2 separate regions of the Columba livia genome follow, and region 2 is linked to region 1. A link is a contact called in public Hi-C data. All regions are on one chromosome and are shown on one strand. The core of a region is the stretch at or near the end of the contact, and the rest is flanking DNA. Distances in the headings are between cores, read along the strand shown. Region 1 overlaps FRMD4A (FERM domain containing 4A). Region 2 overlaps PRPF18 (pre-mRNA processing factor 18).

Evidence for each region. A called contact is a pair of places that touch in the nucleus more often than the background predicts.
Region 2: a Hi-C map of liver shows a contact between it and region 1, with 2.3 times the contacts expected there. The contact joins two enhancer-like sites. A contact is called at or near these places in 2 of 2 Hi-C or Micro-C datasets (crop and liver).

The regions. Positions count from the first base shown.
Region 1 is chr1:204,093,010-204,099,948 of bColLiv1.pat.W.v2, forward strand. The region is part of intron 2 of FRMD4A (FERM domain containing 4A); the gene reads left to right. Among named protein-coding and RNA genes, the nearest start is that of FRMD4A, 140 kb to the left of the region's middle. Within about 2 kb of position 4,027, at least 2 of the 3 cell types and tissues checked have an H3K27ac peak away from gene starts, as active enhancers do.
Region 2 is chr1:204,350,205-204,357,143 of bColLiv1.pat.W.v2, forward strand. PRPF18 (pre-mRNA processing factor 18) reads right to left here. Exons shown (of 10, transcript XM_065049263.1): 10 at 3,595-4,290. The coding sequence ends at 4,210. FRMD4A (FERM domain containing 4A) reads left to right here. Exons shown (of 24, transcript XM_065049256.1): 24 at 1-49. Among named protein-coding and RNA genes, the nearest start is that of PRPF18, 17 kb to the right of the region's middle. Within about 2 kb of position 3,192, at least 2 of the 3 cell types and tissues checked have an H3K27ac peak away from gene starts, as active enhancers do.

The sequences.
Region 1 (6,939 bases), core at 2,777-5,276:
TCTCAGGTGAGGTCTCCAAGGGACATGGTCCAGTATGATACTACCTCATATTTTGGATGGGGATTTGAGGCAGGGATGTCTCATGCACATGAGAATGAAAACTCATGATAGAGCTGAAAATGCCTCAGACTCCAAAGGTGCCTCTGCACCCTGAGACTGTCCATTTCCCTAGCAATGCAGGATTAGGCCTTGAATCAGGAGAGTCATGAAGAGCAACCGAAGTCCTTGACAGTCTGGTCAGGCGAGATTCAGCTCACAGGTCCCTTCAGTGCACTGTGATACAAAAAGCAATGCTTTATCTCTAGGAAAGAAAAGCTTCATTAAGTGCTCTGGAAAATTTCACATAGAAAAATACCCTGTGCAACGTCAGAGCTTAAATCTACCACGCTAAAGCTCTATTTTTGGATCTCATTAAAATAGATACAATCTGCACATAAAATAAATTACTTGCCTTATAATTTTCAGTTCAGTTAGAGATTTACCAGTAAGAGGAGTAATTAACAAACTTGTTCTGCTTTTCACTATCAAGACCCTGATTCAGCACAGGGTTTTGGTGGGGTCTGTGCTTGGCTGAGCTTACCTCACATGGCAGAGGGCAGGTCATGAGCATCTTCCTAACCCGGGGGGGTGCTCCTTTCTGCCTCTGCTCTGCAGGCTTGGAGCGCTTCAGACTAGGCAGCGCCCCACAGACTCAATCACCCACATCTCAGCCCTTATTCTGCACACCTAGCCACACACAGGATGGCCTGAAGTCACCTTCTCAGCTCAGTGGTGGCTGGGACACAGATGACACGTGGTAGCAATATTTGCAGGTCCCCATCCCTGAAGGATGTGGTTATATGGGAGATGGCTGAGATCCATGCTTGTTAGCAGTTTGGGCCCAAGGCAAGTTTGAGCAGACTTATAGGTATCTAATACACCATGTTGTTTATCTATAGGTTATGTGTTCAGGAAACACCATTATGATCAGCTAATCTGCCCTGCAGTCTCACTCCTGCATCCCAACATAAGGAAAGATCATAGAATCATAGAACAGTTTGGGTTGGATGCAACCTTCAAAGGTCATCCAGTCCAACCCCACTGCAATGAGCAGGGACATCTTCAAATAGATCAAGTTCTGCTCCTGCTAATCTCTCCTGCAGGAGAGATGCTTAGAGCCAGGCTTGAGTTGCCACCTAGACTTACCCTTTTCTTTCACTGAAGTTCATCAGCAGGATTTTGGTACGAGCTTAAAGCTAAGCCAGGGCAGATCTGGTGAACTCACAGCTAAAATAACTTTGGGTCTGTATTTCACAGAAACAGACCTCAAGACTGACAGGTTGAAAGGCTGCATAAATAAGGACAGAGTAGACAAAAGAGTGCATCCTGCTGTTGGTTTAGCAAGCAACTGGCATCTGCAACAAGGAACAATTTTATTCTTTTACTGTGAGCTGCTGCATGACGTGATCAAACAAGAATAAATATCTGAAATTAAAGGCCAAAAAAATAGTGCGATTGAATTGCTGATTTCTCTGCAAGGCTCCCTGAGATAAAAGAGTTGTCCCCAGGGAAAAGAGAGACCAGGGGAAAGCATGAAAGGCACGGCTGATGTCTTTTCTGTTTTGCATATAATCCGCTGAAAATTGGAATGTCCAAACGCTTGCAATGACACAAGCGGGACTAATACTCTGGGATCACATGAGCAATTACCCGATTCACAGGTGAAGATGGTAATAAAGTGGCTGAAAAGCCAATTGCCAGAGAGAGGGCAAGAAACAGCAGGCTCGCTTGCTTACGGGTTGTGCCACAAACACCTCTTGAGATCAAGCAGTAAAAATAATTAGGCCTGGGAAGGCAAGGAGTGAGGTTCCCAGATGGTGTGGGTGATAGATAAGGAGTCATCCTTTTTATCTATTGCCAGGCCACCCGTTCATCCAGTTTTGCGGCTGACTCAAATCTCCGCTGTCATGAGGGGCTCTGTGCTGGGGGAGCTGTCAGGGCAGCGTTGCTTCCAGCCTGGATTAAAGGTTGGGCAAGCTGTGTCTTGCCTTGAGGTTGGCTATTTGCTTTTGTGTTTATACAACAGACAAGAGAGAAACTCTTGTCAGGGTGAAGATGGGTTGACACCACTTTCTAGAGGACTAGCAGCTGGGAGCTCGAGAGTGGATAACTCCGCTGTGTCACATAAAACTCCCATACCGTGCTGTGTGACACCACAGGTAGCAGGGGTGACCTTCACTGAACCTGTGACCCTGCAGGATGCCTGTTGGAGCCCTTCCCAAAATAATAGTTCCGTCCTTGTTTGCTCCAAATAACAGACACAGCTATCATCCCACCTTAGTCATGACTATCTGCAAACCCAAGTGACAGGACAAGAGGAAATGGCCTCAAGTTGCACCAGGGGAGGTTCAGATTGCATATTAGGGAAAAAAATTCTTCAGGCATTGGAATAGGCTGCTCAGGGAAGTGGTGGAGTCACCATCCCTGGAGAGGTTTAAGAGATGTGTAAATGAGGTTCTTAGGGACATGGTTTAGTGCTAGAGTTAAGTTATGGTTGGACTTGATGATGTTGAGGGTCTCTTCCAACCAAAATGATTCTATGATTCTATGACATACTGGTCCATGTCTGCCAGTGTCCACACATCAGTTTCAATGTGCCAACAGAGAAAATTGCTCCCTATTTATCTCATTTTGTGCATGAGAGAGATCTAGCTTTTGTCTACTGGTACACCCAATCAAGATCTTCATTGAGGAGCATATGGAAGGAGTATCTTCCGTTGTTGCAGTTACCTGCAGAGCAGTAACATTTGCAATAACACTGGGTCTAGCAAAAATCTCTGAGGCATCTTTGGCCTCCGGGGAGTAAGGTGATCAACCCTGAGGTCCGGAAGAAACACAGTTCCTTAGGGCAACATTGCAGACCTGGGGCAGGGCTTTTCCTTTAAAGCACACAGTCCTAAGCCTCCAGCAGATAGAGTGGTAGGCTTTGCCAGCATGGAGATGTGTCCTGGGAAGGACAGATCTTTGAGAATGGGTGAATAACAGGGCTGGTCAAAAATAGGTTTCTTTCATAAGGTCTGTTTGGAAAGCAGTAGCCAGAAGCTACCCAGACTTTTTGTGGCTATGTTGGTGACGGCAGAGCAGAGCAGACTATCTTACATGTTCACATGAAGGTTCTTGTGGTGAAGCCACTTTCTTGCTAGCAGGAAGGTGTGTGGGCAACCCTGCCGTTACAGACGCGTGACCACACCAGCAGTGTAGGAGAAGCTGTTGATGGGATTTAGTTGAAAGGATGCCAAGCTAAACTGTCTTGCTTGAGAAGGCATTTTGTGCATCCATTTTATATGCTGTGCAGTGACATGCCTAGTGCTTTGTTTCAGATCAGAACTGGCAATATCACAATACACAGACTGCACAAATAAGGTACAGAGAGGACAAAGAGTGCCAGCACCTTCCCAGTCCTGCAGCCAGCAGTGTTCACAAACACCTCCTGCTAAGCGCTCATAGACAGAAAGAGGAATCTATTAAAATGCTTTGCAGTGTGGCTGTGAAGCAGACTCCTTCCCAAGCCCATGCTGCTTTTGAACCCATTCATGCTGTACAGGATTGTGTAAAATCCTTGATATTCAGTGGGGAGAAGAAAAGAAACTGGGGTTACAGAAGGAAATCCTTTTTTCGTAGGCACTTGGTAGGGGTAGCAATTGCAAGGACATGTCCAGAAACCACCCATCTCCAAAAGTCAGCGAGAGGCAAAGGGAACACTAGGTTGTGCTGTTTCCCCAAATTATTGTGTAGCGCTGCTGAGGCTGGATTGCACATTTCTCGCAGGGACGGAGGGATTTTTTTCTGCTATGGATTAGCAGAGAACTTTGATTACACTGTTTGGGTGTTCTTGCAATGAAATTAATTGCATTTGCTGTGTGAAATGCTCTGAGCACAGAGGCAAAGACACAGGGTGGGTCTTTATAGAGAACCAGAGCTCCTGCATTCAAACGTGAGATAACGCTGCTTGTATTATAGGGAAGGAATGATGAATAACAGCAACTATTCAGAGGATTTAATTAGCTTTCCTGTTATTTCCATCAAAAGAGGAAAAATAAATTCTCTTAGGATACAAACTCAACTGTGTGCTGATGTGAGGGACAAATGAATGTCATCAGGGCACGGGAAGGAGGTGGCTCTATCTATCCTCATCCTTTAAATGTGTTGAACACTTGAATTCACACTACCTTAAGGCCGAGCATTTAGCAAACTGCTGCAAAGTAATCCTGTGTCTCAGTAGGGAAAGAGCTCAAATTAGTGGTATATTGGCTTTGTTTCCCTCACACAGTAAACGAAAACTCTCTACTCCCAAAGAAGAGTTTCTTTGTGTTCCCGCTGTTAAACCGTGGCTTGTGCCCCGCAAGGCTTTTAAATGAATACATGAAATCAGTGTGGGGATTTTGAGCTCTGTAAAATTCATTGCTGTGTGCGCGCTTGAGCAGCACACAGGAGCTTTAAGCACTTTGCTTTAATTTAGCAGGGAGCTGTTGCAGCTGCTGTGGCACTTCAAAGACCATTCTGTGGCTCGCTCCTGCACCTGACAAACACACGGCCATGGCGCTGTTAAAGTGCCAGTTTGGAGGGAAAAGGATTTTCAAGCAACAGCCAGTGCCACCTGATGCTCTTAAGCTTGGCTATAACCGCACCATGTCTGTGTGTGCCGCCCCATCACTCCAGTATGGTCCAGTTAATCCAGCTTCATACCAGCTGGGACCATCCTGAGCTTCTTGTCCAGTCTCTTGCCTAAACATAGACCACATTTGCTGGCTTCTGTCTTCTTGTGGGGTCTCTGCAGCACTTCATAATCAAGGAGAGTTTGGATATTTTCAGTGACAATATTTTTTTTCTGCAAATCACATGCTGAGGACTCTTCCCTTACTAGCAGACATGTTGCAGATGTGCTGGGACATGAGCAATGCTCTTAGAACCAAACCACTGTCTTCCCTTAACAGCGCACTACAAATCTCGCACATTTCTAGAGCCATAGGACGTGTGTTGTGGATCTGAGAGAGCTGAGAAAAGATGAGCTCCATAAATAATTGGCAGGTGATAAACGGTGGTAGCTCCCCAAGATCCAGTGCAGGCAGGACTGGGCCGTCTCACTGTTGTTCTCACAGCCAGAGAGCCAGATTGACCAGCATCCCTTTCCACACCACAACTAACCAAATAATTTTTATGCAAAGGTAGTATTTACAAATCTGCGCTCTCGTGCCTGCCTTTGCAACCCCATTCCTGAGTTGATGGCTGGAAAATAGCCATGAGATATAGCAGACTGGTAAGAAACAGAGAGATTTCTGCTGTTTAGGTCACCAGACTCTGTCCTGTCTGAGTCATCAGCAGCCAACAGCTGCAGATGAGAAGACTGGTTTGGGTCACCCAGGGGGATGAGGCAGCTGTGAACCTGGACCATCTGCCTAGCTGGGCAAAGCAAAAGCAGCAATTCAGTAAAACTGGCCAATGCATTTTTGTCTGCTTGGTAAAATAGATATAAAATGAGTGGCTGGATTCAGCTTGCTGTCTGTGAAATGAAAGCTGCCAATCCTGCAGGGATAAGTGCAGGTCTATGAGTAGGCACATGTTGAGGGACCTGCCCAGTAACTGTCCTGGATGTAACATGATCAAAGAGCCCATTGCCAGAAAGAGCCATGCTCGGGACGTGTGCTCGTGTCACAAAATCACAGGAGGTTGGAAGAGACATCTGGAGATCATCTCATCCCATCACCTGCTCAAAGCAGGGTCACCTACATGCACCAGGTTGCTCAGGGCCATGTCCAGCTGAGTTTTGAATATGTCCAAGGATGGAGAATCCACAACTTCTCTGGGCAACCCGTGCAGATGCTCGGTCTTCGTCACAGTAAAAAATGGATCTCCAGCTCTGTTTCTGCCAGCCTCATCCCAAAGGGCACATTGCACACATTTCTTGCCTCCCACAACAGAAGGCCCAGACACCTTGGCAAGACAGGTGTGATTCATTTTATTTGTGCTGTACCTATTTCACAAAGAGAGAGGAAACTTAAAAGCCAAAGCCAGCAATCGGGCTTTTAGAAGATCCTCAAAATAATGAAAAGCATCATGGATACTAGCAGCAGCTTTTAATGCTTCTTTTTTTTTCCCCCCATCCATTCATTTCGCTTTTTTCTCTTTTTTTGGCTGTCTAATGAAAAGTTTAAAAAGGACATAATTCCCCATTCAACCAAGAAGCCACCTCTTACTAACCTCTTACTAACAGGGCTTAGGAATAGTGCTTTTATTTTACTGCCTGGCAGGTTTTTTGGGGAGCTTTTTAAACAGAGGGTTGACAGAGACCCTGATACATGATGCTTCATTGATCTCAGCTGTGCCTGCCTTCCTAAGCTGTGATGTGACCACTTATACCTCAAAGCTACTGAAAACAAGGCATTCGCTTATAAGAAGTGCAGTCATATCTGTCAAAGACTGTAAGACTGTAGTCCCTTATATGACATAATAACTGCACAAACAGGCACTGAGGCTCCAAAATAGAATAGTTTAATTGGTTTGCTTTCCCAAGGAGATACTGTGCCAGACAATGAAGCACAACAGCTTAAATCTACGCTTAACAATAGCTTCGTCTATAAATAGGATATTTCTAAGCAATGGGAAGAACATTTGCAGTAGAACTAGATAACATTTTTCAGATGAAGAGTTTATTTGCTAATAAATATAGTTACAGGCTGGCTGAAACTATTCACAGACGCAGACTGAATTCAACTAATGTTTCCTGCTACAAAAAGGGGGACTCTTTCTTTTTCTTGATGAATCAGAAAACCTCTGTTTTAACATTTCAACATGAAACATTTAAATCACTCACTTATGAAAACTCTTCGTCTTAGAATTCAGCTTGATTTTATTGCTTTATTTGGAAAAGCATACCCCCCAAATTAAATGAATTATTTTATT
Region 2 (6,939 bases), core at 1,942-4,441, 260 kb after region 1:
CAAAACGGTGTTGTCAACACTTCCTTATTAAAGCATTTTCAAAATGAAACCTTGCCGTGGTCTCTCGGGGAGGGCGCGTTGAGCACGTTGCCGCGAGATGCTGGGTCCAGATGTGCGCACAGCTGGGCAGGGTTTCCGGCAGGGACCCACTCCTTTGCTGTCGGGCTGATGGCAGGAAAAGCTGTGTTTTCACCCCAAAAAGCCCATCCTTTAGAGATCCCGCGGGACTTGGCACTCGCCTCATGAGATCCCAGCTCGTTCCACCGCCTGTTCTCTCAAGCGCTGGTCTGGGGGCTCAGGAGGCACCTCGGGCAGATGTTCAGCGGGTGGGGGGACCCTGTGGCTGCCCAGCACCCGCCAAAATTGCCATTTAAACAGCCACACGCTCACCACAGGGACCTGTCCCTGCTGCTCTGCACCCACCACTGCTGCTTCCCATTCTGTTTATTCCCACTGTCCAGGGAGCTCCTGTCCCTCCCAGGACGTCTTCTATCACCCACCCCATCCTCCCCCCATGCCACAGGAAGCCACCAGCAGCACCAACCCAGAGGCAAGAGGCCACTGCGGCCATCACCCACCATCACTAGGGGGGGACAATCCCATGCAGTAAATCCCCAGATGGGTTTGGGATTGGACAACATGGCAATGATGACATTTTTCAGACATCCCCCCAGCTCTGGGACTTTGGCTCAGATTTATAGCCCTGGAAGCGCTGCAGGCACCTCTCCAAGCCCTGCAGTCCCCAAACCAGCTCCAACACCTCGTGTCAGCCCTTGGAGGGCACCACGGTGTGTGCTGACCCCCAGGGCCGCTCTCCTCCCCCTGACAAATGAAGCCATTTACACCTCAGGCAGGTTCATTCTTCGGGCAGGACTGGATTTATAATGGAGATCACACAGCGGGCAGCTGGACAGCCCCTGGTGTCAATCCAGGCTGGGGATGAAGGGATTGAGAGCAGCCCTGCCGAGAAGGACTTGGGGGCGCTGGTGGATGGAGATCGGACATGAGCCGGCAATGTGCGCTTGCAGCCCAGAAGCCAATGGTGTCCTGGGCTGCATCACAAGGAGCGTGGGCAGCAGGTCAGGGAGGTGATTCTGCCCCTCTGCTCCGCTCTGGTGAGACCCCACCTGCAGTGCTGGTCCAGCTCTGGGGTCCTCAGCACAGGACACACGTGGACCTGTTGGACAGGGGCCAGAGGAGCCACAGGAATGATCCGAGGCTGGAACAGCTCTGCTGGGAGGACAGGCTGAGAGAGTTGGGGTGTTCAGCTAGAGAAGAGCAGCTCTGGGGAGAACTTATTGTGGCCTTTCAGTGCTTAAAAGGGGGTGATAAGAAAGATGGGGACAGACTTTTCAGCAGGGCCTGTTGCAACAGGACAAGGGGTGATGGTTTTAAACTAAGAGGGGAGATTCAGGCTGGATGTGAGGAAGAAGTTTTTTTACACTGAGGGTGGTAAAACCCTGGCCCAGGTTGCCCAGAGAGGTGGTGGATGAACCATCCCTGGAGACATCCCAGGCCAGGCTGGACGGGGCTCTGAGCAACCTGATCTGGGTGAAGATGTCCCTGCTCATGGCAGGGGTGGCACTGGATGGATGAGCTTTGAAGGTGCCTTCAACACAACCTGTTCTCTATTCTAAGTCTATTCTATTCTAAGTCTATTCTAAGTCTATTCTATGAAACACAGAATTCTGTAGAAACATAAGTCAACCCCACATAAGCTAAATCCCTTCAGCAGCACAGACAAACGGCAAACAAGGAATTAAACACATTTAGGTACCGCCGGGCTTGATAACATGGACACAAGGCAGGTGCCACCGACTCAGAGAGCACCACCTCACAGAGCCCCTTCCACCAGCAGGCTCAGGAGGGGGTGAGGGGCTGCAACAACCAACCAGGGGCATTAAAATCCAAAAACCGCTCCAGACACGGCTGTGCTGAATGCAAAACTTCATCCTAAGGCGAGAATCTTTGGATTCAGCCGAGTTATTTCCGCCTAATGTGAGAATTATCAGAAATAAACATCTGGAGAAGCCCAGAGGGAAAAAGTCTAAATTGCTCAAGTGTAACGTACCCTCCCCACAAAAGCTGTGGAGCAGCGACAGCTGCACCACACCCACTCGTCCCTAAACTAGACTGGGGTGGGTTTGGGATTTTTTTTGGCTAAAAGGCATTATTAACTATTTGATCACGGTCTGGTAGCTGCAATTTGGGGCCATCCAGCTGCAAAGAGCCTCCAACCGATGATGAAAAGCAGCTGCCGTGTGTCCCCCCCGCGGCCCCCGAGGCTGAAGCGGCTCTCACGTGCCGGACAGCTGGAAGCTCTTACATGGAGATGCCGTGAGAAAGTCCTGCTCCGCTCCTCGGTTCCCCGTGCAGCGCCATTCCACGAATTGCAAAGGGATAAAGCTCTTCCGTCATGGGATTCGTTCAAGCGAGCGCGGCCGTATTTCAGGGACTGTCAGCAAGGAGGCACGTCGCTTAAATTACATCCTTTAAAACCTGAGCAGACTGAAACATTCCAACGCCAAATTCACAGCCCGACAGGAGGCGCATCCCCACTCGGACCAGTGCTCAGGGTGCCATTAAAACGCTCCTCGATAATTAGCTCTAAAGCAGGAGGGAAAAAATACATAAATCTATCTAATACTATTACAGATGCCCCAAGGAATCCAGTTCCCTCTCCAGCAGATGTTATGAAGCTCCTTAAAGCACCCCCTGGCTACTCACTTGCTGCGCTTTCCAGGGAAATTATAGCTCTTCCAAACGAGGGACAATATTGTCCCTCAATTATTTAAAGAGTTCAAAACTAAGGTCAAGACGAAGACTTAGAAACAGCTCAGGAAATCATCTGGGCGGGGAGAGGGATAAAGCTGTGGTGTGATAAATGTTTCCTGTTGTAATAATGCCTCCAAATATCTGTATAGAGCACTGCAAAACAACCATCACCAGACACCACTGCTAATGAAACTCTTCCGTGCTCTCGACATCTGCGCAGCTTCTCCCCACAAATCCCCCTCTATTCCCCAAAGGCCCCTCCCGAGCTCTGATTAGGTCTCGTCAGCCTCATTTTTATTACTTCTAAACTGTTTAAGCTCTTGACATTTTCTCTGGGGTCAGACGCTCCAGACTGAAAAACTCCCGTGTCCAAAGAGGCACTTGAGAATGCAGCGAGGCTCCACAAGAACCTGAAGCTCCTCAAGAAGCTCCTCCAAACTCCCCACTGTAAATACCCACGGGAGATGGTGACGCCTCCACTGCCCAGTTCTGGCTCCACATTTTCAGCGGAGGTGAGGACCACGAACAAAGCCCCAATATTTCACTGTTTGTGCAGAATTAGACGTCGGCGTTTCCATGAGTTTCTTCACCATTCCCAGTCAAGACGCGCAATGGTAACGATTTGCGGCTTCTAGAAATACTGTACGTGGTCATGGGAGGTCCTAATTATTTTCTCTGCAATGCCCAGCAGACCGAAATTTTCTCCAGATGTAGAAAAATGGGATTTGAAAGCCCCAAGAGCCATAAGATTGCTTCCCCCAAGCCCAGAAGGTTTACATTAAACATGTCGTTACCAAAAAAACAGCCAAATCAGATGTATTCAAGATCAAAACCTCTTTGCACTGAGGCTGGTTGTATTTTTCAGCTGAGAAATATATAAACTGCTTTCTTTTTGGCCCTCCTGATAAATACCACATGAAAGATTAGCCATGAAAGTCTTCATATTTACAGAAATAACCAAGATTCAGATTCAACAGCTTCCCTCTAATCAGCTCCACACATCAGTCTCCAATGAGAAAGCAGCCAAAAAGGCTCCAAACACACTTCTTGTGGGGCTAAGTCTCACCTAAAGCTCTAAGATATGGGAAACTGTTCAGTCTATACGGTTGCCTGAATAATAAATTGAAATAAAAGCAAGAGTCGTGTTCATTGTCCCCTGGTCATTGTCCTGGTCATAACCCCTTAAAAAATAAAAACCCAAACAAACCAACCTACTGCTGTATATTGGATGCGTTCAGTGTAAAGCACAGATTGAAATGCAATCTAAATAAACGGGGCTTATAAAAAGGAAGCTGTGGAGAAATCTGCTGCTTTGTGCTTTTCACAAAGCCCACCCCAGGGTCCTGTTGGTGCTAAAGCACAAACTCCAGCTCTTTGCTCCTCGCTGGGTCTTGGAGATGAAAATCTGAGCCATGCGGGGGAGGCGGCGGAGCCTCACAACGCGTTGTACTCCACACATTTCGACGGGTCTGTTGGGAAGTGCTTCTGGCAAATGGTCATGAGCCTCTTCAGCCCCTGGGAATTAACAAAACAAGGACAATTCTGTAATAAAACCGCAGCTGTCAAGCAAACTTAACAGCCTACAGTATTTTTAAGCTTAACAGGAATAACTCAAGACAAATAGCTGCTATTTTGGGGGTTGTGGGTTTTTATAGTTGGTTGTTTTTCCAGTTTTTATCAACCTTTCTGCTTGGAAAGTGTAAAGTTATTTCCAATATTAGAGGAGTCTGTGGCATAACTGAAAAGACCACAGATTCAGTCCCTCACGACAGATTCGCAGTGAGGATCACAGTGATGCTTTAACCCCTTTGCGCCACTGGAGGAGGAAACAGTACTATGAACGAGAAAAGATCCTGAAAAGAAACCTGAATATTAAAAGTAGTTCTACAGAGCAAAAAGCGATTTACAACATCAAAACAGGCTTCACAGCTACGAGAAGAAAGGAACAATTACTCTGGAGGAGCGGTGTCAGCCTGGCCTGCACCGTGGAGGCAAATCAAACGAGTAACTGAGAAGAGCAGAATGTGGACTTTTCAGTTCCTTCGAGGCATCGACTGCCAAAAACCAACACCATATAGACCCTATGATTATTTTCTTTCAAGTTATGTAGAAAAGTCTAACAAAGAAGGAAGAAAACTGCAGTGGTGGTAGCGTTATGTGGCAGTGACATTGTACTCCAGGATGGCAGAGTCGTGTCCCTGTCATTAGACACTCATCGTGGAAGACGGTTCCTCGCTGAGGGAAAATGATTCAACAGAGGAGCTCTGGCCCCTTCGATCCGGGCAACTCCGGAAAACACGTCCTAGCACCATAACGAGTCCTTTGTGGGATGCTGCGATCCCAGGTCCGTTGTAAATCAGAAACACGTTTGCTTGATGTAAGTGCTGGGAGCACAGATAATAAATATTTCATGCTCCAGTTTGAATCAGACTAGTTAAACAAGACTTGGTGTTTAAGACCAATGTGGAGAACACACATGTTTCAAGCCAACTTTGTCTTGGTGCTTCAGTAAGTTGTGTAATTCAGAAGGACAGATATGAAGTCCACAGTGAGAAGAACAACACAAAGATTTCCTTGACTAACCCTAACCTAACCCTACCCTAACCCCTAACCCTAACCCCAAAAGCAGAGAAAGGGCAAACTGGGCCCTTCACACACGTCGTATCTTCCACAAGATACGTTAAGAGAGATCAAGCGGCACTACAGAGTAGAGATCTTCCTGCTCGAAGGGTGGTAAATGGACACAGTTGGCAAATGATCCACCAAAATCGGAGAAGCAGCATTGTGGCCATGCTGAGGCCAACAACAATCTTCCTTCAGAGTCTAAATCCTTCTTTTAACATAGAATAAAAACAAAACTATTTAGTTTAACATAAGTTATTTCGTCCATTAATTATTTCATCCATTAATTATTACACTAACAGGAGCCTGCCTCTGAAGATGCCGATTTTCACCTTACAAAAGAACTGGTCGAATTTAATTTATTGGCTCTGTGTCTGGAGCTTCCTCTGACTTCACAATGATATTTTCTCAGTTAAAAACTATAGTTGAAGAGAAACTAAAGGTTATACGGGTAGCCACAGTACAAAGAGACTCACGGTAGCTGGGGAAGTTGCATTTTGCGAGCCATCTGCAAGTGTCTGGATGGCAGAGCTCAGAGGGTGTGATCAATGGTGCAGAGCACGGTTGGAGGCCTGTAGTCAGTGGGGTTTCCCAGGGGTCAGTATTAGGTCCAGTCCTGTTCAACCTGTTCATCAGTGACCTGGATGAAGAGACTGAGTGCACTAGGGCAAGTGTAGGGTCCTACACCTGGGGAATAACCCCCAGGCACCACTACAGGTTGGGGTGGACCTGCTGGAAAGCAGCTCTGCAGAGGAGGACTTGGGAGTTCTGGTTAACAACAGGTTGGCCATGAGTCAACAGTGTGGCCTTGTGGCCAAGAAGGCCAATAGTACCTGAGGTGCATTAGGAAAAGTCCCCCTCTACTCTGGCCTGATGAGGCCACATCTGGAGTTACGTGTCCAGTTCTGGGCTCCCCAGTTTAAGAAGGACAAGGAATTACTGGAGGGAGTCCAGCAGAAAGCCACAAAGATGATGAGGGGTCTGGAGCATCTTTTTTTATGAGAAGAGACTGAGAGAGCTGGATCTGTTCAGCTGGAGAAGAGAAGCTGAGAGGGGATCTCATCAATGTTTATAAATATCTCTAGGGTGGGTGTCAAGAGGATGGACCAGACTCTTCTCAGTGGTGCCCAGCGATGGGATGAGGGGCAATGGGCACAGACTGGAGCACAGGAGGTTCAATCTGAACATGAGGAGAAACTTCTTTACTTTGAGGTGCCAGAGCCTGGACCAGGCTGCCCAGAGAGGTTGTGGAGTCTCCTTCTCTGGAGACATTCAAACCTACCTGGACACATTCCTGTGTGATCTGCTCTGGTGAACCTGCTTCAGCAGGTGGGTTGGACTGGATGATCTCCAGAGGTCCCTCCCAACCCCAACTGTTCTGTGATTTTGTGAAATTCCATGCATGATGCTAGAACTATGAGTTAAGCAGCAAAGGAACTCAGAGTTCACAGCTACTTTGGTGTTCATACAGCATCACAATAGTTAAGATACAGAAAAATCCACTAAACTCCACTCCTAGCCCAGCACTGAACAGCCTTCAGG